Linked DNA regions of Mus musculus: all the other regions are linked to region 1. A link is a contact called in public HiChIP or PLAC-seq data. All regions are on one chromosome and are shown on one strand. Each heading gives the region's core, a stretch centred on a gene start, on an enhancer-like site or on the middle of the called end of the contact. The rest is flanking DNA. Distances are from core to core; before and after follow the strand shown. Region 1 has its middle 28 kb from the start of Gm46942. Region 2 overlaps Med13l (mediator complex subunit 13-like). Region 3 overlaps Med13l (mediator complex subunit 13-like). Region 4 overlaps Med13l (mediator complex subunit 13-like).

What was found. HiChIP or PLAC-seq counts read pairs in DNA pulled down with a chosen protein or histone mark.
Region 2: a contact with region 1 is called in a RAD21 HiChIP or PLAC-seq map of pro-B cells, with 7 times the contacts expected there. The contact joins two enhancer-like sites. A contact is called at or near these places in 2 of 15 datasets of contacts at CTCF or cohesin (large pre-B cells and pro-B cells), 2 of 484 Hi-C or Micro-C datasets (bone marrow-derived macrophages and granulosa cells), 21 of 115 datasets of contacts at active chromatin or transcription factors (the 230-238 cell line, bone marrow-derived macrophages, craniofacial prominence and 15 more) and 1 of 9 other capture datasets (embryonic stem cells).
Region 3: an H3K4me3 HiChIP or PLAC-seq map of bone marrow-derived macrophages shows a contact between it and region 1, with 5 times the contacts expected there. The contact joins two enhancer-like sites. A contact is called at or near these places in 1 of 15 datasets of contacts at CTCF or cohesin (large pre-B cells), 3 of 484 Hi-C or Micro-C datasets (bone marrow-derived macrophages, embryonic fibroblasts and forebrain) and 20 of 115 datasets of contacts at active chromatin or transcription factors (T-cell acute lymphoblastic leukemia, VIP interneurons, acute myeloid leukemia and 14 more).
Region 4: a contact with region 1 is called in an H3K4me3 HiChIP or PLAC-seq map of bone marrow-derived macrophages, with 7 times the contacts expected there. The contact joins two enhancer-like sites. A contact is called at or near these places in 2 of 15 datasets of contacts at CTCF or cohesin (the NIH/3T3 cell line and large pre-B cells), 31 of 484 Hi-C or Micro-C datasets (B cells, the G1E-ER4 cell line, the HL-1 cell line and 20 more), 23 of 115 datasets of contacts at active chromatin or transcription factors (the NIH/3T3 cell line, T-cell acute lymphoblastic leukemia, VIP interneurons and 17 more) and 1 of 9 other capture datasets (embryonic stem cells).

What each region holds. Positions count from the first base shown.
Region 1 is chr5:118,329,612-118,335,044 of GRCm38.p6, forward strand. No RefSeq gene overlaps it. Among named protein-coding and RNA genes, the nearest start is that of Gm46942, 28 kb to the right of the region's middle. Within about 2 kb of position 2,555, at least 134 of the 459 cell types and tissues checked have an H3K27ac peak or open chromatin away from gene starts, as enhancers often do. A contact at or near this core is called in the HPC-7 cell line, Th2 cells, bone marrow-derived macrophages and 7 more, where this site is marked.
Region 2 is chr5:118,678,822-118,684,254 of GRCm38.p6, forward strand. Med13l (mediator complex subunit 13-like) reads left to right here. Exons shown (of 31, transcript NM_172424.4): 4 at 2,067-2,150. Among named protein-coding and RNA genes, the nearest start is that of Med13l, 120 kb to the left of the region's middle. Within about 2 kb of position 3,415, at least 5 of the 459 cell types and tissues checked have an H3K27ac peak or open chromatin away from gene starts, as enhancers often do. A contact at or near this core is called in pro-B cells, where this site is marked.
Region 3 is chr5:118,611,460-118,616,892 of GRCm38.p6, forward strand. The region is part of intron 2 of Med13l (mediator complex subunit 13-like); the gene reads left to right. Among named protein-coding and RNA genes, the nearest start is that of Med13l, 53 kb to the left of the region's middle. Within about 2 kb of position 2,457, at least 135 of the 459 cell types and tissues checked have an H3K27ac peak or open chromatin away from gene starts, as enhancers often do. A contact at or near this core is called in bone marrow-derived macrophages, embryonic fibroblasts and stem cell-derived neural progenitor cells, where this site is marked.
Region 4 is chr5:118,589,507-118,594,939 of GRCm38.p6, forward strand. It overlaps Med13l (mediator complex subunit 13-like), which reads left to right. Exons shown (of 31, transcript NM_172424.4): 2 at 3,827-4,064. Among named protein-coding and RNA genes, the nearest start is that of Med13l, 32 kb to the left of the region's middle. Within about 2 kb of position 2,520, at least 80 of the 459 cell types and tissues checked have an H3K27ac peak or open chromatin away from gene starts, as enhancers often do. A contact at or near this core is called in the HPC-7 cell line, Th2 cells, bone marrow-derived macrophages and 6 more, where this site is marked.

The DNA of each region.
Region 1 (5,433 bases), core at 1,305-3,804:
CGAATAGTTGTGCCTCTAACCTGCACCCTCCCCAAAAATTCTCTCATCTTGGATGGGGCTAGAATTTTTATCTTTAGAATAACTCCATCCGATTAAAACACTGTATTCAGCTGCACAAATATTACCACAAAGAGGCTAGCATGCGACCCAGCCCTGGTTTGGTAATCTGTTATCCTGTCTATCAGAGAACAAGACCCAAGTGGCACGGAATGAGGTGAAAGACGGATTATTTTTAAGAGCAGATAAAGGGGGAGGGGGAGATAGAAGAGAGGACACTAGCCAGAATACCTGTGTGGCATAATTCTAAAAGGGTGACATTCTCAACGGTTATCCTACTCCAGGACCTTGGGAGTTGAAACCTGAAGATCCCATGATCCAAGAAAGCATGTGATCTAGGACCAACAGATGTACTGGGTCACCCTAAATTGCCCTGTGGCCCTCGTTAAGCTCTACCCCTCGAGCTGCTGTCTGGATTCTTTTTCTGGGTAGGCTCCTCCTTTGATTACCAGTCCTCTGTGGCTCCCCAGGACTCCCAGGACCAAGACAAACTCCTCCCCACAGTTTCTGAGTTGGGCCTAGAGCAGTGTCCTGATACCATTTGGCCCTCTTCTCTCCTGTAATGACCCCTTCCTCAATAACTTGACCTCCTCTTTGCACTCTCTTATGTCCCCCGCATTAGCTCGGGGACCTATGTCATGGATGCGCTCGGAACTTTCACTGGGAGCAAAGAGTTTAACTGCTTCAGCCTTTGCGTTGTCAGATGTCCCTGGTACTGATGCTGGTGTGGGCTATGATTCCTAGTTTGTGTCAAGAGGAATCCAGCTTGTCTCAGGTAGTCCTCAGTTCCTCTGGAGCATGACAGCAAAGCAATCAGGAACATGGAGATACCCTAAATGAAGAAAAATATTTCCTCCCTTCCTCTCTCCTGCCCTTCCATCTTCCTTTCTTTTATTCTTTAAAAAAAAAAATCCCTAAACAGTTTCATATAAATCACTGGATAGATTCCTGTTACGTTTCTAAGAAGCAGGTCGAATGGACAGACGCTGTGCCCATCGGACAGATAGATAAACCGAGGTGCCAGTCAGAGCTCCTCCACAAGGAGTAAAACAAAGTATCTGGGTGAGGCAGAGAAGGCCCAGTTGGTGACTGAATTCTCACTAACCCACTCCTGGATGTGAACTTGCTCCTTCACTGGCCCCTCCTCAAACCATTTGCTAATTGCTCTTTCCCCTTCAGGAAGAATGACAAGCACAGATTGTCTCTAAGCCCCGCGGTTCAACCTCTTGAGATCTAGTGACTATTACTGCCTCTTTACACACCGTGGGAAACTGAGGCTTGGGGGGGGGGGAAGACAATTTGCCCGAGGTTTGGGGAGCGGGAGGGGCGGGGGGGGGGGGGAGCTGATGTCAGGCTGCAGGCCCAGAACTCTTGTGGCTTCTATTCTTTGTATCTTCCTTCTTTGAGACCAGACTGACATCAAGCTATGTAAAGTTGAACTTCTGATCCTCCTGCCTCTACCTCCCAGTGCTAGGAAGATAGGTATGTTTCCGCTATGCCCTGTTTATATGACATTCGGGAATCGAACCCAGGACTTCATGCATGTTGGGTAAGTGCTCTATCAGCTGACGTACATCTCCAGACACTTGGGGCTCCTGTTCATTCTGTGGCGATAAATATATCACTTCCACGAGGTCTAGACTGGGCAAGTGGACATGCAGAAAGAGCGTGTACTGCCCGCCAGGCCCACGCGCGACCTTCCATCCCACCTGCCTTAGGGGCTACTGTGGAATCCGAAAGAAATGGAGGCCGCGGAGTCACGTGGTTAGCTGATGCTGGTGTGGCTGCCTGCGGGGAAACCAAGCCCGGGCTTTGCCTGGTGATACCATCTGGTTTGTCTTTTCTGCACGTGGGAGCCCTGCTGTCCCTGAGGATGAATAATGGGGACAGGGAGTCTCAGGTCACCTAGCCACAGAGCACTTCTCCAGCGACTTGGCTCATGATCTTAACCACAAATCCGGGGGCCAGGATGAGGGGGACTATCGTCCCATCCATCTGAGAGGTGGGGAGAGGGACCCAGGGCCCCGGAATCCCACTGGAGACGCTACTGTCATCACAGGATGGGCAGCAGGTGGCGCCACGGCCCTGGTTTAACAAGGACAGTGGGCTGGAGGAAAAGGGGAGGGGGGGGGAATCCAGTATGAGAAGCTAGTGGAAAACAAGGACTTAAATGAACAATTTGTTCCAAAACATTTGCCTTGTAACGGGGTCATCTATAAACTCTGGGGTTTCCTGTTTGCAGTGGAGCAGGCTGGCCGGCGGGTGGTCTCCGTATTCCCTGCAGCCAGGGAGACTCTTTTGAAGGCTGGCTCAAGAGCTCAGGTCCTCTTCTCCACCCTCTGGGCCAGACTGGCTCTGAAATTTCCCAGCTTTTGTGCCCTTAAGTGAGATCCGGTGGCGGAAGCCGCCGGCGGCAGCAGCAGCAGCAGCGGCGGCGGTGGCGGCAGCGATCCGTCCTGCGATCCACTTTCCAGAACGTTAGGTTCCAAACACTGGGAGGAGGGCGGGCTGAACTCCGAAGTCATTTCCAGAGGAGAGGCGGACTCTGATCTCTGCCTACCCTCTGCCGTCGGCCTTGTGCCAAGGCAATAAAACGAGGGAAAACAATAAAATAAAAGAGGTGAAGGTGGCCGTCTGAGGGAGCTGCTGCGGTCACTGTGGCTGCGGAGGGAGATGCTTGGTCTCAAGCCCAGGCCTGGTTATTTGGGGCACAGAGGTGACATGACTTTCCGCTATTGGAATCACTTCATCATAGGCTCCGGGGCAGCCAGACAGGGTGGGGGCTAGGGGTGGGGGCTGTAAATCAAGTTGTCGTTGAGCCATGTGACCTGCGATGGGCATTTAATGTCTGTGAATGTCAGTTTCCTGTGTAGATAACTGGTGAACGGTAAACCCTGCCACGCCAGGAGTGATGCTCACAGATTACTTATAGCAGGGTCTTGGGTACCTCCGGAGGAGGTAAGCAAGTCTATCTTCTGTTGTTGAGAGCCAACAGGTTGTCCACATAGGCCACCACAGGGCTGGAAGCATTGAAGGGAAGGTAACTTACACAAAAACACCTTTGCTCATCTAATACAGGCATATATGACAGTGTCCTGCAAGATGACAGAGTAGAAAGTCCCTGTTACCTAGAGACAGTGGCTTAGTGTCTGTTGTACACACTGGTGAAGAAGCCCAGAGCTTCTGCTAGACAGCGAAGTGCTTAGTGCCCATTTGACCTTGACAAAGTGCCAATTTATGCATTCATGCATTTAAATTATTATTTTGAAGGGTTTTGTTGTTTTTCGTTTTTGTTTTTTGTTTCCTTTTGAGAAAACTATGTAGCCCTGTCTGGTCTGGCACTCAGAGATCCTCCTGCCTCCGCCTCTAAACTGCAGTGCTGAGATTAAAGGTGTGCGACACCACGGTTAGTTTTTGTTTGTCTGTTTGCTTGCCTGCTTGGTTCCTCTTTGGGAACAGATGTATACCACCCATCCCGGTGCCAACAACAAATCCCGGGCTCCTTCCATGCTAGGCACCTGAGCTGCAGTGCTCTGCCTCTATAAGCAAACATGGACTGTAGGGTTACCATGCCTTATGCCAGCAGTGGCTGGATATACATGCAGGGTAGCTTGGCTGGGCCTAGTGGCAGACACTTGTAATCCTAGCACATGGGAAGCTGAGGAAGAGGATGGTGAGTTCAAGGCCAGCTTGGTCTACATAATAAGATACTAGCTTAAAAAAAAGTCATGGCAGTGTGTGTGTGTGTGTGTGTGTGTGTGTGTGTGTGTGTGTGATATCTCAGAGATTAAGAGCACTCTCTAGTCTTCCAGAGGACCCGAATTCAGATCCCACACCCACATGACACCTTACAACAATATACGGCTTCAATTTTAGGGAACTGTCACCCTCTTCTGCCCTCTGTGGGCACTGCACACATGTGCACACACCATACATGCAGGCAAACACGAAAATAAGTCTAAAGTAAAGGCCAGCTTGGTGACTCAGAGCACCAAGATTTGTGGAAACACACCTTTACCTCATGTGGATATGTGTCTGTTGCCCACCAGCCTTACAAATATAGAGAATCATGTTTTCTCACCAGGAGAGCCAAGCCAGAAGTTTAGTTGGCACCACATAAAGAAGGAAGCAGCTATAAATTGGGCTCCTAGCTGGGATAGAGGTTGTAGGGACTGTAGGGGCCACAACTCAGCTGCATGACCTCAGTTTCCAGGCCTCAGTTTCCTCATTTGCCCAAGAGCAGTATGTGGTGGACACAAGGAACTACTGATTCAAAGGTCTGTGTCTTAGGGAGTGTTTTACTGTTGTGAACAGACACCATGACCAAGGCAAGTCTTATAAGGACAACATTTAATTGGGGCTGGCTTACAGGTTCAGAGGTTCAGTCCATTATCATCAAGGCAGGGGCATGGTAGCATCCACGCAGGCATGGTGCAGGAGGAGCTAAGAGTTCTACATCTTTGTCTGAAGGTTGCTAGGAGAAGACTGGCTTCTAGGCAGGAAGGATGAGGATCTTAAAGCCCATGCCCTCTATGACACACCTACTCCAACAAGGCCAAACCCACTCCAACAAGGCCACGCCTCCTCCAACAGGGCACACCCACTTCACAAGGCCACACCCATTCTAACAGGGTCATACCTTCTAATAGTGCTGCTTCCTGGCCCAAGCATATTCAAACCATGAGAGTCTGGAAGGTCAGACACATGAAAAGGGAGGTGTCTGGGAGTGACAGAGGCTCTGGCTCAGCTCCAGCTTCTTGGAAGATGTTGATAGATTTGTGGAAAGCCAGGATCTGCGGAGATGGCTCAGTCAGTTACAAACACTAGGACTTGAGTTCAAGCCCCAAGAGCCCATGTTTAAAAAAAAAAAAAAGCCTGCGGTGGTGGGGCACACTCATAAGTCTAGCGCTAGCGGAGAGGAGACAGCTGGATCTCAGGGACACGCTGAAGTAGTTTAACCTAACCTACTTGGTACAAGCCAGGGAGCGACAGTCTTGCAAAAAGTGGATGTCACTTAAGGGGGTAACACCTGAAATTGTTCTTTGGCCTCCTTATGTAAGCGCACAGATGTGTGCATGCGCACATGCAAGAAGCCAGGAGTTTGGGGTCTGTAGGAAATGCTTCAAATCGTACACAGTACTGGCAGAGCAATCCTGCTCTCCAGAGATATCTTGGTTCTTAGGCTCAAGGTCCTGTGAATTCAGGTAGCCCTGAGGGCCCCCACCTACCCTCTTACTATTCTGCTATGGTCTAAGAACCAGGGACATATCTCCTGGCTTCTTCCCCATCAGCTCAGGCAAAGCACCTTCTTCTGCAGCTATCATTAGAACTTCAAACACCCCATTTAGGTGGGGTTTCTTTATGTCTTTTCTCTGA
Region 2 (5,433 bases), core at 2,165-4,664, 350 kb after region 1:
CTCCACTGTAGTCTGTTGCAGAATTAGGACTCCCCAGATGCTAGTCAGCCACAGAACTGTCTTTGACAGTATAATCATGTCTTTTCCATTTCCTCCCAAGGCTTAGAGTTGACAGCATCCTGTTCACATTCTTATGTTCAGCCTCACCTCAGAGGAGCTGTGTATGAATCTCCACCCCAAGCCCAGCACAACTTTATCCAATGCAGTTCTTTGAGATGAAGTTTGCTGGTGGCTGTGACCCCGAGTCACCACTGCTTTTATTCTGGGTACTGTGGATTTCAAGGTAGACACTCAGTGACAGCTTTTACCAAGTGAAAAAATGTGTGCATATTAATTCAGCTATGATGTGGACCTGGGCTTAACAAAAGAAGAAGGAGCTGGCAATGGTAGTGCATGCTTTTAGTCCCAGCATTTGGGAATCAGAGGCAGAGGCAGGCAGATTTCTATAAGTTCAAGGCCAGCCTGGTCTACAGACCACATTCCAGGCTTGCCAGGGCTACACAGAGAAACCCTGTTTCGAAAAACCAAATAAAAGAAGGAAAGAGGAGTTAAGGGAGGTATTGTGGAGCTTTCAGTCATGTCCTGGCCCGGGCACAGATGGACCTGGCAGCTCCCACCACTCACGCTGACCTTGCCAGGAGACATTCCCTCTGTGCCTCAGCTGTGGGTCTTGACACTCGTCTCCACTCACACTGGTGCTGGTGACTGCTATTGTGAGGCTAGCAGCTCTTGGCTCTTACTGGACTGCGTTCTGTGCAGCAGTCTCTGCTCAGGATGGATGGAGTCTGGCAAGGGAAGAACCTGACGACGGTTTACAGCTTCAGCTCCTGTGACCTTTGCCATAGGTGGCTGCTCCAGACTTTGCACTCAGAGTTTAATGTAGTCAGCGTCTCTGTCCCTTAGAAGTGTGAAGTCAGGTTGAGTTACTTTGGAAATGATTTTCTATACTGTGAACAAGGGAGACCACCGTTCACTTTCCAAATAAATCCAGTGGTATTTGATGTAACCCTGTTCCAAATTGAGTCTGCACAGAGCGAGTTATGCTGTGAGGAGAGGCTGTTGCCTGACATTTACTAACTTGTTTAATCTGTAACAAAATGGGGGAAGGCCTTGAATTGTTTCCATAGGCTTTGATGGAGTGGGAACAGCAGAGACAAAACAGGACAGATCTGCCTGAATATTGAGATAAGAATCGCTGTCTAGTTCTCACAGGCCCTTGTACAAAAGAATTCCACACCGCATTTGGACAACTTTCCTTCAAACCGTGGGTTGTTTCATTGACTGACATTGAGAGACCGTTGTGCTCCATCTCATTCAGAAAGTCCATTTTCTTTTACATTCGTATTATTTAAGATCAAGGGTACTTGTTGGTGCTCTGCGGCCTCACCCACATTGTACAGGTGACGGCTGTGGTGGAGTCGTCACCTGCCTGCACATGAATGAACTTGGTTAGTTGTCTGCACTGTTGCTGTTCTCTGTGATGGGTTCACTTATGACTAACCTGTCCTCAAGAGAATGCCTGGGACGTGACAGCAGAGCACACAGCCCAAACGCCATGGAGACAGAAGCGAGTGCAGCACACACTCCTTACTGGGAAGAGTGCTGTCCAGCCTTCATTTTCCTGGATGGTGGTTTTGTGCCCTCAGAAAGAAAGCATCAAGGCAGATGATGAACTCTGCCAAAGTTTTGTTATTGGCGTTCTTGCTAAAGAATTGATCACTTATCACAAGAAAACTCCAAGCCCAGCATGCAGGAAGAAGAGTCCTTAAGTTTCCTGCATTCTGACCTTGATGATAGAGGAACGCCTGTAATACAGACCCGTGACTTAATTCCCAGAGTTTGGGAAACTCTCCCAACTGTTTCTCTTCCTTGCTTACCCCCCACACCCCGGGGGCATTGGGAATCCATGCCCAGAGTTCTGAGTTGTCTCAGTATAAGGAAGCACTCTAACAGTGGATCTGGCACTGCCTGTGTGTCCTCCGGTGCTTCTCATCTGGGTTGTTGACAGAGTGCTAAGCTAACTGTTACCGCGTCTGTGAAGGTAACTCCTGATGTGCTTATTGTAGGTGCCTAATGGATAAGAACTTCGTGCGGATCGGGAAGTGGTTTGTGCGGCCCTATGACAAGGATGAAAAGCCAGTCAACAAAAGGTCAGTCTTCAGGGTGCCTGGTGCCTCCCTCCTCAGCCGTGGCCGCAGCTGCCTCTGCACTTGGGTGGCAGGGCTGGCGTATCTGTTATCTGTGGCTGTTGGTCTCGGGCCACGGTGCCATCGCGTACTGCATGCTTGTGCTTGGGTAATGTGATGAGAGAGCCCTGCGCTCAGCAGTGAGGCTGTGTCTGAAGTCCTCTTCACTACATGGTTTGGAGTTGAGACACTAGTGTGGCCTTTCTGTTATTCTCCCTCACTTTTCTTCCTTACACTGTTATTCGGCATAACTTAAAATTATTAAATTAAATTAAATGGTGAAAATGTGTATAGCGCCACCAGGTGCTCCTTTCCATAGATGAGTGCATATAGCTTGGTGACTGTCAAAAGCAGACCGTGAACTGTGTGACCATGGACGGTTGCTATGGTCCACATTTGCAGTGGATATGAACTTTGCTGCTAAATAGGCATGGACTTCTAGATCAATGAAACCAAAACAAAATGACTCAATTTAACATTTCTTACTGCTGACCATAGTCTAGTTATAATAGATTGATAAAGAGTGTTTAATTTTCACAAAACAACATGCACTTCACCTCTACCCCCCCTCCAAATTATTCTTTTTCTTTTTTTGTACACTAGGTATGAAGCATAGAACTTATTGCCCATTCCCACTGAGCTCCATATGGGGGACACAGCACCTCGGTCCTGTTTAATTGTCTAGGTGCCCTAGGGCAGGGATTTAGCTGCTGGCTATAGGCGGGAGTCTTAGGGTGACGCTACTGTCAAGGCTGGCAAGGCTTCAGTCATGGTGTTAAAGAGTCCGTCAGTAGCTTCCCCTAGTGTATCTCAATTTAGTAAAGTGGTTGTTGGAAGGTCCCAGACTGGGGGTCAGAAGAACACTGGTGGATTGCTGGGGTGTAGCCTTCACTCAAGGGTTCTTAAGGGCCTGGCAGGACTCTGAGGAGACATCAGGTCCCAGCACCAGACAGACAGCATGGTAGGGTCTCTCATCCACCACCCTGGGGTTTGATGTCACTTCTCAAGGCCGTATCTGGAGAGAGGCCAGGGGTGACATCAGCAGTGGTACCTACTGTCAGATGATGAAGAAGAAACTTTAGGGACAGAGTGGGCAGTATGGGAGCTGTAGCCACAACACAGGTGACACCCCCATGCTTGGCTAGCTTTCACAACAGTGAGTCCAGCCCCTTGGGGGAAATGTCGGCTGGAAGGTGGAGGCACAGCTGAAGCATGCTTCCTGAGGGCTGGTGACCGCTCAGCGTGCAGCTTAGTCACATCTGGATGCTCACATGCTGCTCTCTGTTTAGATCTCCTTAGTACAGTCGTTTGTGCTGAGGTATGTGAGCATTTGAAACATCAAAAGTAGGGCTAGAGAGACAGCTCTGCGGGTAAGAGCACTGACTGCTCTTCCAGAGGTCCTGAGTTCAGTTCCCAGCAACCACATGGTAGCTCACAACCATCTGTCATGGGATCCAGGGCCCTCTTCTGGTGTGTCTGAAGTCAGCTACAGTGCACTCATATACAAAATAAATAAATAAATTTTAAAATAAAAATTTTAAGGCTGTTTCTACTCCTCACTTCTCAGAGCCTCAGTACACAGGGGCTTCCTACAGGTCAGACCCGGTGTGCCTAAGGAATTGATGGCTTGTGTTTTAAATACTGTTCTTTCACTTACACGTGTATTTAATGGGTGCTTTTTATAAAACAACTCCCCAGAGTCTCTGTCAAAAGAGAAGGAACATTGCTTTCATTTTAAATAGAAAATTAGGTAAGTTTAAATTAATTTTCTAGCATAGCTAAAAAAAGTGAGAGTAAAGGTTATTATTTATATTTATAATTTTTAGTTATAGGCAACCATGTGCCTCTATAACCTAGATTATGAATTGTAAATGGAATAATTTTATTATGACACATTCAAAGTAAATCAGTTTCTAGTAATCAGTTATCTAACACTCTTGCTTAGAAAAAAATTAAGCTTATATTTGGTTTTTTATTTGTACAATTATAGTAAAAGTTTAATTAAAACCTGTCTTAGTCAGGGTTTCTATTCCTGCACAAACATCATGACCAAGAAGCAGTTGGGGAGGAAAGGGTTTATTCAGCTTACACTTCCACATTGCTGTTCATCACCAAGGAAGTCAGGACTGGAACTCAAACAGGTCAGAAAGCAGGAGCTAATGCAGAAGCCATGGAGGGATGTTCCTTACTGGCTTGCTTCCCCTGGCTTGCTCAGCCTGCTCTCTTATAGAACCAAGACTGCCAACCCAGAGATGGTCCCACCCACAAGGGGCCTTTCCCCCTTGATCACTAATTGAGAAAATGCCTTACAGTTGGATCTCATGGAGGCATTTCCTCAACTGAAGCTCCTTTCTCGGTGATAACTCCAGCTGTGTCAAGTAGACACAAAACTAGCCAGTACAATTGACCCCTTGTCAACTTGACACACAAACACATCACTGGTAAGCCTCAACCCTTAGTTTCTTATTCATTCCCAAGATCTAAATAACTTTAAAAGTCCCACAGTCTTTACAAATTCTTAAAATTTCAGTCTCTCTTAAAATCCAAAGTCTTTACAATTAAAAGTCTCTTAACTGTGGGGTCCACTAAAATATTTTCTTCCTTCAAGAGGGAAAAATATCAGGGTACAGTCACAATCAAAAGCAAAAATTAAACTCCCACTGTCCAGTATCTGGGATCCACTCACAATCTTCTGAGCTCCTCTAAGGGCTTGGGTCACTTCTCCAACTCTGACCTTTGTAGCACACACGTTGTCTTCTATGCTCCAGCTGCCTGTAGTCCATTGCTGCTGCTCTTGGTGGTCATCTCATGGTACTGGCATCTCCAAAACACTGCATGACCCCTTCAGTCCTGGGCCGTCAATTGCAACTGAGGCTGCACCTTCACCATTGGCTTCCCATGGCCTCTCACAGTGCTGAGCCTCAGCTGCTCTGCGTGACTCCTTCATGCCTTCAAAACCAGTACCACCTGGCTAACTCTTATACATTACTAAGTCCAACCACAGCACAAGGTACAACCTTGGCTATCTCTGGAACACAGCCTCTGTGCTCTCAGAAAACACTTCCCAGAAGATGTCACCTCAGTGATGCTGGTCTCTTCTTAATCACCACTAATTTCTTAGCTCCAGCTAACCAGCATCAATAGTCCCAGTAATGCAAAGTTTTTGCTTTAGTAGTTCTGGTATCTTGTTAATCACAGCTTATTCTTCAGCCCCAGCTAACCAGAACCACAGAATCTTCACAATCAA
Region 3 (5,433 bases), core at 1,207-3,706, 280 kb after region 1:
AAGACAGACCCATGCATGGGTGCTGCATCCACTGTTGCGTGTGCTGATGACGGCACCCAGGCTCTCAATGCTGTCCTTTCCATCCACACAGCGCGTATGTTTACAGATCAGTTGGTCACTGGTAAATCTCTCCTAGTGTTGCTCCACGTGATGCACTTTATTATTCCTCCGTTACTACATCTATTTTAATTATTTCCACTTAACCATTAATTCTTTTTCAAATCAAAGAGACATCCATTTTAGGGGTCCTTGGCTATTGCCAGTTTTTTATTTGACACGCGTGATTGCTAAACTTTGTATGATGATTTTGTTGTATTGTAGTCTGGAGGCTTCTGCACGGCAGCGGGTGTGGGGTAGGGCTCACATGTTCAGTGCACTCTAGCTCTCTTGAGCTGTCTCTCCATTGCACTTCTAGGTCTTGGAGGCTCACCTGCGGCTTAAGGCTAGCTTTGGTGTTTTTTAAACAGCAGTGAGATAGCTCCTCAGTGCAGGTCTCTGCAGAGCTGGTCTGATGTGGAATCAGAGCCTTAAAATAAAGAGTAACTCTCTGGCTCACCTATTTTAGCCATTCTGTGGTGCTTAAAGCAACTCATGCTTCGTGGTGGTGGTGGTGGTGGTGGTGGTGGTGGTGGTGGTGGTGGTTGCTTTCTTTGAACGTGTGATTCACACAGACTCACTTTTGTGTGGTAACTGCTTGTTACTCTGGTGCCTTCTCTTATTGAGAAGCCAAAGGACAACCTGCAGCGTCAGTTTTCCCCTCCCACCATGTGGGTCCTGGGGACTGAAGTCAAGTGTGAGGCCTGCTTGATGGCAACCATCTTTACTGGTTAAGGCATTTTGTGTCCCATCCTCCGAGCCCCCAACCTCCACCGCACATTTTCAGACAGAGTGTTATGTAGTCCAGGCTGGTCTGGAACTTACTCTGTAGCTGAGACTGGCCTTGATCCTCCTGCCCCCATCTCCCAAGTGTTGGAATTATTTAAAGGAATCTGCTGCTGTATTTAACCCCTAAATTGTTTTTAATTTAAAGTAGAAAAGTGCTTTAGAAATACTGAGAGTCAGCCAATATGCCATTTTCCTGGTCTGAGAAGGACACGAAAGGAGAAAAAAAGAAAAGACAAAGGAGCCAAAGGACAAGTGGCATTCCACGAGCGCTCCTCTTGTATGTCTGTGTGCATGTCCATGCCTGGTGCCCATGCAGGCCAGAAGGCTTTGGCTTCCCTGAAACTGCAACTCAGATGGCAGTGACCTACTATGTGAGTGCTGGGAACTAAACCCAGGTCCTTTGCAAGAGCATCAAGTACTTTCAGCTTCAAGTCTGTGAGCCATCTCTCCAGCCCTTAACCGTGTGTTGTCTGTGTCTTCTTCCCCATTACTTCAAGCAGGACAGGGTGTCTGCTGCTTCTTGCAGATGAGGGCGTGGGCAGAAGGTAGATGCCTGATGTTCTCACGCATAGCAACCCTTCTGCCCATTTTCTTAAGCAGAAATGGCCGAGGGTAGGCTTGTTCTATTAAAATTAAAGTTGCTTTTCCTGCCCATAGTAGCAAGGTTCTCTGGTTAGTGCTGTAGAACAAGAGCCAGTCCACTGCTGTAAACACCTCCGACCGACGCAGGAGGGGGCAGGGGATGGATACAGTGACTCACTGGTGGCCAGTGGATCCTTCCACAGAGAGAAGGAACACAGAGAAGAGAGTGCCAGACCAAGGCGTAGTAGACTCACCCCCAGACCTAAGCAGGAGTTAGATGACTTTTTGTGTTTCTAGGTGTGTCCCCCATGGGATGGGTGTGGATGTAGACGTTAAGGACTAAGCTTCAGCTTCCTGTGGTTTCCCTCCCTCTCACTGACTGTGACTTAGCTTTCCTAGGCTCCTTCTTGCCTCTACCCGTATTATCCAAAGCCACGCCGTGACTCACTGCTCCCTTCCTGAGCTAGCCCTGCACAGCGTTACTCTCCAGGCTTTCCATGCTGTGTGTAGGACAGGGGTTAGGAGCTGCAGCTGAAGGCTCCTCGTGAGCCCTGCCCTGCGAAGTCCTGTTGGTGTGGAGGAGCTGTTGGGCACGCAAGGTGGTGGGAACCCAGAGATACGTGTTAAGCCCTAAGTAATGTCAACAGTATCTGATGTTCTTGATACTTCCTAATTCACACTCCCCCTCTCCCCTGTGAGTAGCCTCGGTGTGCAGTGATGGGCCCAGCAGTTTATCCTGGGTGACAGAAGGTCTGTGAGAGCAGACCTCAGCACCTTCAAAGAGAAGCTGGGCCCAGGGAGGCAGACATGGGGTGTGCTGTAAATCCTGTGAGGTTGAGGCCAGGCTGTGATGCTACAGTGCAGACCCAAGGAGACACACACACACACACACACACACACACACACACACACTTGCTCACCCTCTACAGTGAGTAAAACTTTGTTAGGTTCCTGGGAAGAAGAGTGACTGCCATACTGGTCCTGTTTTGGTCCCTTGCCAGGTGCCAGGTCAGGCAGCAGGCTGTTTGTTATGTGTGTGACTCGTGCTTTCAGAGGTGTCTGTGAGTATTTTCATGTGAGCATGATAATGTTTTTAGGCTTTCTGTAAAAGAGGGTGGATTTCTGCGTGGTAAATGCCAATTTAAAGTGTTAGACTCCTTACATTAAACACCCCCAAGGTTGCTCTCTAACTCCAGCCAGCGGCGGCTGCTAAGAGCTGTTTTTGAAGCAGTTAAAGCTCCTTTTTTTTTTTTTTTTTTTGTCCCAGAAGAGCATCCCTCTGGTGGAAATGGAATAGGGCCTGTGCTAAGGGCTGAAGAATGGACAAAGAGATGGAGTCTTTATGGCAAGGAGCCCGGGGCTGCTGGCAGTTACAGATAGCTGGGCAGCACGTGGTGCTCCCGGTGCTCTTGGAGAGAGGCTGCTCTGCCTCTGCCCACTGAGCTCAGTGTGATGGAGGGAGGGAGCCTGGGCAGGCCACTGCTCAAGGATGGAAAGCGTTCCTTCTGTGCAGTTGGTTCTGACAGGGCACTGAGTTACCATTCTGCACTAAGGCTGAGACACTGCAGAGGTCATTTGGACGGCCGGGCAGGTGGCTTTGTATTAAGTACCTCTGCAGACAGCTTCAGCCAGGGGGTTTTATATTTTAGGACTACTAAACATGGTATTTTCAGGTACTTCTGAGACTTTTTCCATTTCTTGTTTGTCAACTGTCTTTCTTTGAGCTTGATGGAAAGGAAGCCCCGGTAATACTCCTACTTCCTCTATTCCAGACACTTGAGCTTTTCAGATAGTTCAAAGGCTAAAGAGCTTGTTGATGTTTTGCACTCCTCACTTCCTGCCTTTCTGCTGTGCGCTCTTGGCAGCTCCTGGCTCTCATTCTTCCCCCTCAGGAGCCTCAGTTGTGGTACCCTGGGTCTTCCCAGGGCTTCCCTGACTTCCACCTCCAGGGAAGAGGGTTGGTGTTGGGAGATTGTAAGGAACTGGGTTTTAGGAACTATGTTTTTCTGAAAAATTTCTACCTTTTTTTTTTTTTTTTTTTTTTTTTTTGCCTACTGTACATGTGCATGAGGTGTCAGATCCTCTGGAAAGAGAGTTACAGGTAGAGAGTTGTAGGTGCTGGGAATTGAACCTTGGGTGCTCTGGAGGAGCAGCCAATGTTGGTAACTGCTGAGCCATCTCTCCAGCCCTTCTCTCTTGCTTTTACCTCTTCATCTTGACTAGATTTAACAAGGCATTTAGGTAGCATTCTTGAGAGCGTTTTGGTAGAAATACTGAAAATAATTAGGTGCTGTATTTTAAGTGACTTTTAAAACAACAAACTACTGTGAAGACCTGTGGTGTTTATGCTTAAAGCCGAGCCTGTAGCTAGCAGTCACGCTGAGAAGAGGCACTGCTTTAAATCAATACGTAAAAGCACCCTCTTGGCACTGAAGAATAGAAATATGTTGCTTATTTGTCTGAAGACTGAGGTTTCTTAAGTTGTTGTCATGGCCCCTAGAGATGCAGAGTCTCGATCTTTTTACCTCTCTAGGGCAGCTGTGACCTTTGAAGAACTCTTGTCCCTTCTACATCCCAGGTTCCTAGATAAGGTCTCCAGGGTCAGAGACAGGAGCTGTGCATGGAGAAAGTGGCCGGTTCTGTTGCCCTTTTGACATATGCTTACGAAGACTAACTGGGGGTTTCATTTCTGCTATTTCTACGTTTGTGCATACATTTGGTTTCGAGCTTTCTTTTGATTATTTTAAAAATTGACCAAGTAGACGTTAAGCTTGCTTACATTTATCTTTAACACATGGCTGATACAATTACCAGAAGAGTTGAAGTATGACAACACTTCACAGGGTTTTGCACAATAGGTTAAGAAGTCTTTCAGTTTTTTCTGCCTGCCTTTTGGGAATCAAGTGCCTGTCTGTCTGTCTAAGGCCAGGGTGGCATTGCTTCTGAGACAAGTGCCTGTCTGTCTGTCTGTCTGTCTGTCTGTCTGTCTGTCTGACTATCTAAGGCCGAGGTGGTGTTGCTTCTGAGACAAGTCCCTGTCAGTCTGTCTAAGGCCAGGGTGGAGTAGTTTGCACACATAGGAGTTGAAGCTGCCTCTGCCTCATATACCTGTGAGTTGAGTATAGTCTGCTTGTCTTTCTTCCTAAGATTTTAATATGTTTTTTTTTTGTTTATGTGTCTGCATGTCTGCCTGTGTGAATTGGTGTTCACTTTGTGTGTGCTGTGTCTGTGGAGGCCAGACAAAGGTGTTGGAGCCATTGGAGCTGGAGTGACAGGTGGTTTTGGCTAGCATCATGTGGGTGCTGGGAATTCAACCCTGGTCCTGTGCAAGAACAGCCAGGGCTCTTAGCCACGGAGCCATCTCTCCAGCTCAGTGCTGCTTGCTTCAGTTAGTAGAAGTATGTTAGTGAGGATAGACCTTTGAAAAAGTAACCATTTAATTGCCTCCTAACATTCTGAATGTAACTATTTTGACATATTTAAACTATCTTTTCTAATTGTTGTCTTAACTGAGAAAATGAATATGATTTGAGGCAAGATAAAAGTTATTAATAGTTCGGGTGCATTTTATCTCCTTTGTTTTCTCTGTGGTAGTCCCTAAGTGATTTAAAATAATTTGTCTTTTTGTTTTTGATGCTCTAATACTTTTTATTAAGCTTAGATTTTTGTGCCCTCAGTTTGAAACTGACAAGTTTCAATTGAATGCTTCATTTTATACCACTGACTTTAAAGAAAGAGAGGTAGGTAGGTGTGTGTGTGTGCACACATGTGTGCATTCATGTTTGTGTACATGTGTGCTTGGGCTGGGTGTTGCATTTACCTGGGAGACCAGAGTCTGACTGGCTACCCCCTTTTACCACTTACCACCTTAGTTTTGAGACAGAGCTCTCTCATTGAATACTGGCTGGTCAAGAGTCCCCAGGATCTGCTTGTCCCTGCCATTCCCTAGCACTGAGAACCAGGTCT
Region 4 (5,433 bases), core at 1,270-3,769, 260 kb after region 1:
CAAGAAGTATACTGTCCTCCAGTGATCGTGTGTACGTGCCTGAGGCAGTAAGGATCGGAGTCTCTGGATTATTGAGATGGTGCAACCACTCTTATGAATTGTTTTTATTGCCCCAGGAAGACCACAGAAAGAGCCATGAACATTCTTAGATTAGAGAGCATGGCCGTACACTCGCATCATTGCTAAGTTGAGCCCATGGTGCTTTCGTTGTCTGATTCTCTAATCCTCCAGGGCTAATTTTTAACATTAGCCCCATGAAGGAGCATGGCAGAGTGGAAAGAATTTATGTTTCAGATTCATTTGTGGCTTCAATGTAGCTATGTTTGGGACCTGTCGCTTGTCAGGTTTATGATTCGGGATGACTTATTTAACTGTGAGGAATCTGAACTTCTTGAGCTACGTGGCTGGAAGGTCTGAGGCAGGGGGAAGAATTCAAGGGCCCAGTGGAGTCAGGCTCTCAGTGCCAAGTGCTGGAGCTGCTCACATGGGAGGACCACCTTTGCTCCTTGAAGAGTAAACTCTACCTTTTTGGTTTTATATTTTAGAACTAACCTGAAATTATGCATTTGTTTATTCTTTTAACATAAATATAGCTCTAGGATAATTTGAATATCAAAATGCTTAAAGGTTTGTTCCAAAAACAAAAAAACAAAAACAAAGACTTGGAGAGTAAGGGATTGAACCTGTGGCCAGCCACCCATGCTCAGAGAGCTTTCTGCCCCTGCACTATTCCCAGGTCTCTGCTCGGCAGGTCTGGGCCTTTAGGCGACCTGCATCTCTAGGGCTGCACTTGTGCCACTAGGTTCAGGGCTGGTTCAAGACTTTGAAAAGAAAAGCTCGAGTGTTAGAGTTAGGCATTTGTCAGAAATGGGGGAAACAGGGCCAGTGAGATGGCTCAGCAGGTGAAAGGGCTTTCTGATGAGGTGAGAACCTAGGTCAATCCCTTGTACCCACATAGTAGAGAGAGCTGACTCCCACCCTGAGCACTTCTATACAGTAAATAAATGAAAGACTAAAAAAATAAAGAGGGGTTGGAGAGTTTTAGTGTCTCAGTAATCAGGAGCCCGTGTTGACTTTAGACCCAGGCTTGCTTGGTTTCATTTCTGAGGTTTCTTGCAAGGCCTGTTCCATTGCTCTGGGGCTGAGAGGAGGTGAGCAAAGACCGTTGCTCCACACTCATAGGAGATAGCAGCTGTGCTGGGACAGGGTGCTGGGTCTTCAGCTTTGCCCTTACTAGACACTGAGCCAAGATTGAAACCCCCACCTCACTTCCCCCACCCCCCCCATGTTGGCTTTATCATAGTCATCTGTTAGGTGTCAAGGCTTACCGAGGTAGACTTTTATAATACTTAATTTTAGCTTTAAAGTAAGGGAACCGAATGTTTTGAAATAATTGGAAGTTTCCCAGTTCCTTTGGTTGACTAGTTAGCCTGTGGCAGGCAGTGCTGTGTGGAGTTTACAGCACACTGTTGCATGGACAGCTTTGTGAAGAGCACAGCAGGTGACAGTGGCTTCCCTCTGCCACTGAGAGCAGGCACAGGAAGTTAGCGCAGAAGCTGGGGCTAGAGAGCAGTTTGGAGTCATCCAGATATTTTCCTGCCCAGCTGCGAGGGTGGGCACTACAGGTGAACGTGCTCCAGTGAGTCTCCGTGTGTCTCCGTGCATTGCTTTCCTGGGGACAGACTCAGCCAGGGTGCAGGTCTCTACTGTGCCCTTGTTTTCTACACTTACAGCATGGTCCCTGTCATAGTGATTTGTCCTGTGTCTTTGGCGCCCGTGCTCCCCTCCCCTCCCCCGCCCAGGGTTCTTGGGCGTAGGACAGTGTTCTTGCTTAAGTGATGAGTGTTCTCTGTATCTTCTCCAAATCGAACTACTCTGTTTTTACTTTATCTCCTTTGACACTTAGAAAATAATGCTAGGCTTTCTGATTAAAGCACAGAGATATTACTTTTATTAGAAGAAACATGGGGGCTTGAACAGAAAACTAGACAAGAGTGTAGGCATGGCAGTGAGAAGAGGGGAGCGCCAAGGAATCACTTCCTCAGCCAGGGAGAGCTCAGAGAGCTGGCCAGCTGTCCTCCTGTCAGGATTGTTTGCCTTGCCTCGCCTCAGATCCCCAGGCAGCATAGAAACGCAGGATTTGCATGCACCTAGGATGGTCTTTAAGATTACATTTGCCTGATGCAATGTAGATGCTATGTAAATACTGGGGATACCTTGTTGCTTAAGGAAAATATGCCAGGCATGGTATCCTGCACCTTTAGTCCCAGTACTTAGGAGGCAAGTGCAGCTTGCTTAATTGGAGCCCAGCTTGGCTTACACAGTAAGTTCAAGGCCAGCTAGGGCTACATAGTGAGACTCTGTCTTAAATACACGCACATACGTATGCTGTGTGTCAGCTGTTTAAGCACTTGGAGTTAGTCCCGGTTGGGTTGCAGATGGTTACTTTTCTGCCCTGTGGTGCTTCTGTTTTAAAGAATTTGTCCATAAGAATGACTGGCTTTGTGGGAGAGGAAATGAAGGGATGGGGGCACGTGGGCTGTTCGATACAGGACTGTGGTGAGTCAGCTTTGCTCTGGTCCAGTACATGGTCCCAGTTTGTAGCTACTAAGTAAGGAGCCCCGCTCTCTTTGTGATGTTCTGTCCAGTTCATCCAACCTAAGCTTCAGGAAATTCGAAAGTAGAAGTGTGTGAACTGCGCACAGAACACACGGCCTCTGCTTGCTTGTTTAAAGTTCCGTGCTAAGGAGGCAGGGCTCTGTGTAATGTGCCTTGGCTGCTGCCGGCTGCTGTGTTAGCAGCTACTTCCTGAGGAGCCTTTTAGCATGCTGTGCTGCCCTGGTGAAAACTCCCACCTCCTGAACTGGCTGCTGAGGTTGGGGCACAGGGTGAGGGAGTGGGAATTCCTCAGAATGTCTTCTACAAGGGGTCCAGATGTTTCAGATGGTGGATTTTCAGATTCAGGGCTGTTGACATATGTTTCTCTGGCTTGCTATCCCTAATGTGAAGTGAGCTCAAGTGCTTCCAAGTGTGGATTTAGAAGCAGTGTGAATTTCACGTTTTTGTGTTAGGAACAATCAACTTGGACTTTTGTTGTTGAGATGGTCCCTCTACATAGCCCTAGATGTCCTGAAACTTGGTTTATAGACTAGGCTGGCCTCAAACCCACAGAAGATCCACTGTTCCTGCCTCCTGAGTGCTGGGGTTTAAGGTGTGGGCCACTGTGCCTCAACAGTTATTTTAAAATCTTACTTGTTTTATTTATTTATAAAAGTATTTAAAAGTTTTTTTAGTATGTACAAGAGTTTTACTTGCATGTATGTGTGTTAACCAGGTCTGTCCTGTGCCCATAGACATGAAGAAGAAGGCACTGGCTTCTGGGGTCAGAGTTAAGAGGGGTTGTGAGCCACTGTGTGATGCTGGGAATCCAACTGTGGTCCCCTCCAAGAGCGCTGGTGCTCTTAGCTGCTGACTGATCAATCTCTTTGCCCTTATTTGGTTTTAAAATAAGTGTAATTTGTGAACTGAACAGCAAGTAATAATTGAAGATAATATTTAAAAATATGGGTACCTAATAAATGGTCAGGAGAATAAAAGTTTTTCAGCAGCACATAATGATTGCGAGCTTGTTTCATTTTGGTATTTAATATGATGTTTGTCCCGACAGCCTTCTGATGTGTGCTCTTCCTTTGAAGAGACCTTGTGGTGTGAAGTTTAATACAAATGCCTATTTTATCAGCTTTCCCTTCCTATAGGAATTTGCTTTTAGTGGTCTGTAAGTAAAAGGAAAAATCAAAACTATTGCAAATTTTTTGTCGTTTTCCAGGCTGAACTCACAGGAATCAAATGGCGTAGGTACAATTTTGGAGGGCACGGGGACTGTGGACCCATAATTTCAGCCCCAGCCCAAGATGATCCAATCCTGTTAAGTTTCATCCGCTGTCTGCAAGCCAACCTGCTGTGTGTATGGCGTCGTGATGTCAAGCCAGATTGCAAAGAGCTCTGGATATTCTGGTGGGGAGATGAACCCAACCTAGTGGGAGTAATACATCATGAACTGCAGGGTAAGGATTTTGTTTTTCTTTAAAAAATATTTGCATATGTTTTTTGAACAATTGTAAATTTTGGAATTTATATTTAGGAGTTGCTTAAAACAGATCCCAAGCAGGCAGTGGACAGTGTGTTTGTCAGAAGAATAGCCTCACTCCCCCACCTCCGCCCCCCACATTTCTCTTTCCTTAAACTCTCTTGTTCTTCCTTAGTCATGCTGAAAATTAGAACCTTGTAAGATCACCTTAAGTCCATTCTTTTATCATTTACAGACAGAGTCAACATATAGCCTTAAACTTGAAGCACTCCTTCTGGCTCAGCCTCTTGCCAACTGGGGTACAGGGGTTCACCACCCTGTCCTTCTGGCCTCTGAAATCATTACTGTTAGAGTACTGTGTACCCAGTGGGCAGTGTCTGGGAGGAGACAAGGCTCTGACCCTGCTTTTTTGTTTTGTTTTTGTTTTTGTTTTGTGTTTTGGCTTTTTCGAGACAGGGTTTCTCTATATATCCCTGGCTGTCCTGTAACTCACTTTGTAGACCAGGCTGGCCTTGAACTCAGAAATCCGCCTGTCTCTGCCTCCCGAGTGCTGGGATTAAAGGTGTACGCCACCACCGCCTGGCACCCCTGTTTTTAAATTAATAGTGAGTTGTGAGTAACTAGTAAGACAGCTATGTGAACAGCTCAACTCTTTGTTGGCAAATTGAAAATGCAGAAATCTAATGCATCTTTTACTGGACAAATCTTAAATTAACCTTGGATACTGTTTTCGGGAAAGATAAGTTTCTTTAAAGTATCTCAGTTTATTTCTCTTACTGATTCCAGAAATACTAACTTTTAATTAACTAAATTTTGACTTCAGTTTGCATCTGACACCTGGAAACTTTGAATTAATGCAAAAATATTTGTTAGTCTAAACTATTTTTTATGTTTACCATACATTTACAGTAGCAGAAAATATTATTAGTAGTTTCCATTCCTCTCGCCAAGTTTCTCATTCATGTCCTACAGAATTCTCTAAGTCAGGAGCTGTTCCAGGCTGTTCTGTGGTTTGGAGGCAGGCCTTCCCACGCTGCTGTGCTGCCCGAGGACTCCCTGAGTCTGAGCTGTGTGGAGCTGTGTGACAGGCTGTGCGCCTTGCTTGGCTAGCCCATGTCTCCGTGGGGAGTGCTGGCCCTTCTCTGGGGAGTGCTGGCCCTTCTCGCCTGGCTTTAGAACTTAATCCGCTCTAGTTAGTTTGTGGTTGAAATGTTGCAGGCATTGCTGAGATGTGTCGTTAGTTTATGTTCTTATTATTTATTACGGGAAGACATAAAGCAAACTCCGGTGTATTCTTGTGGGTCTGCTTTAAAGGTTCTAAATTTGCCTAAAGGATTTCCTGCCAA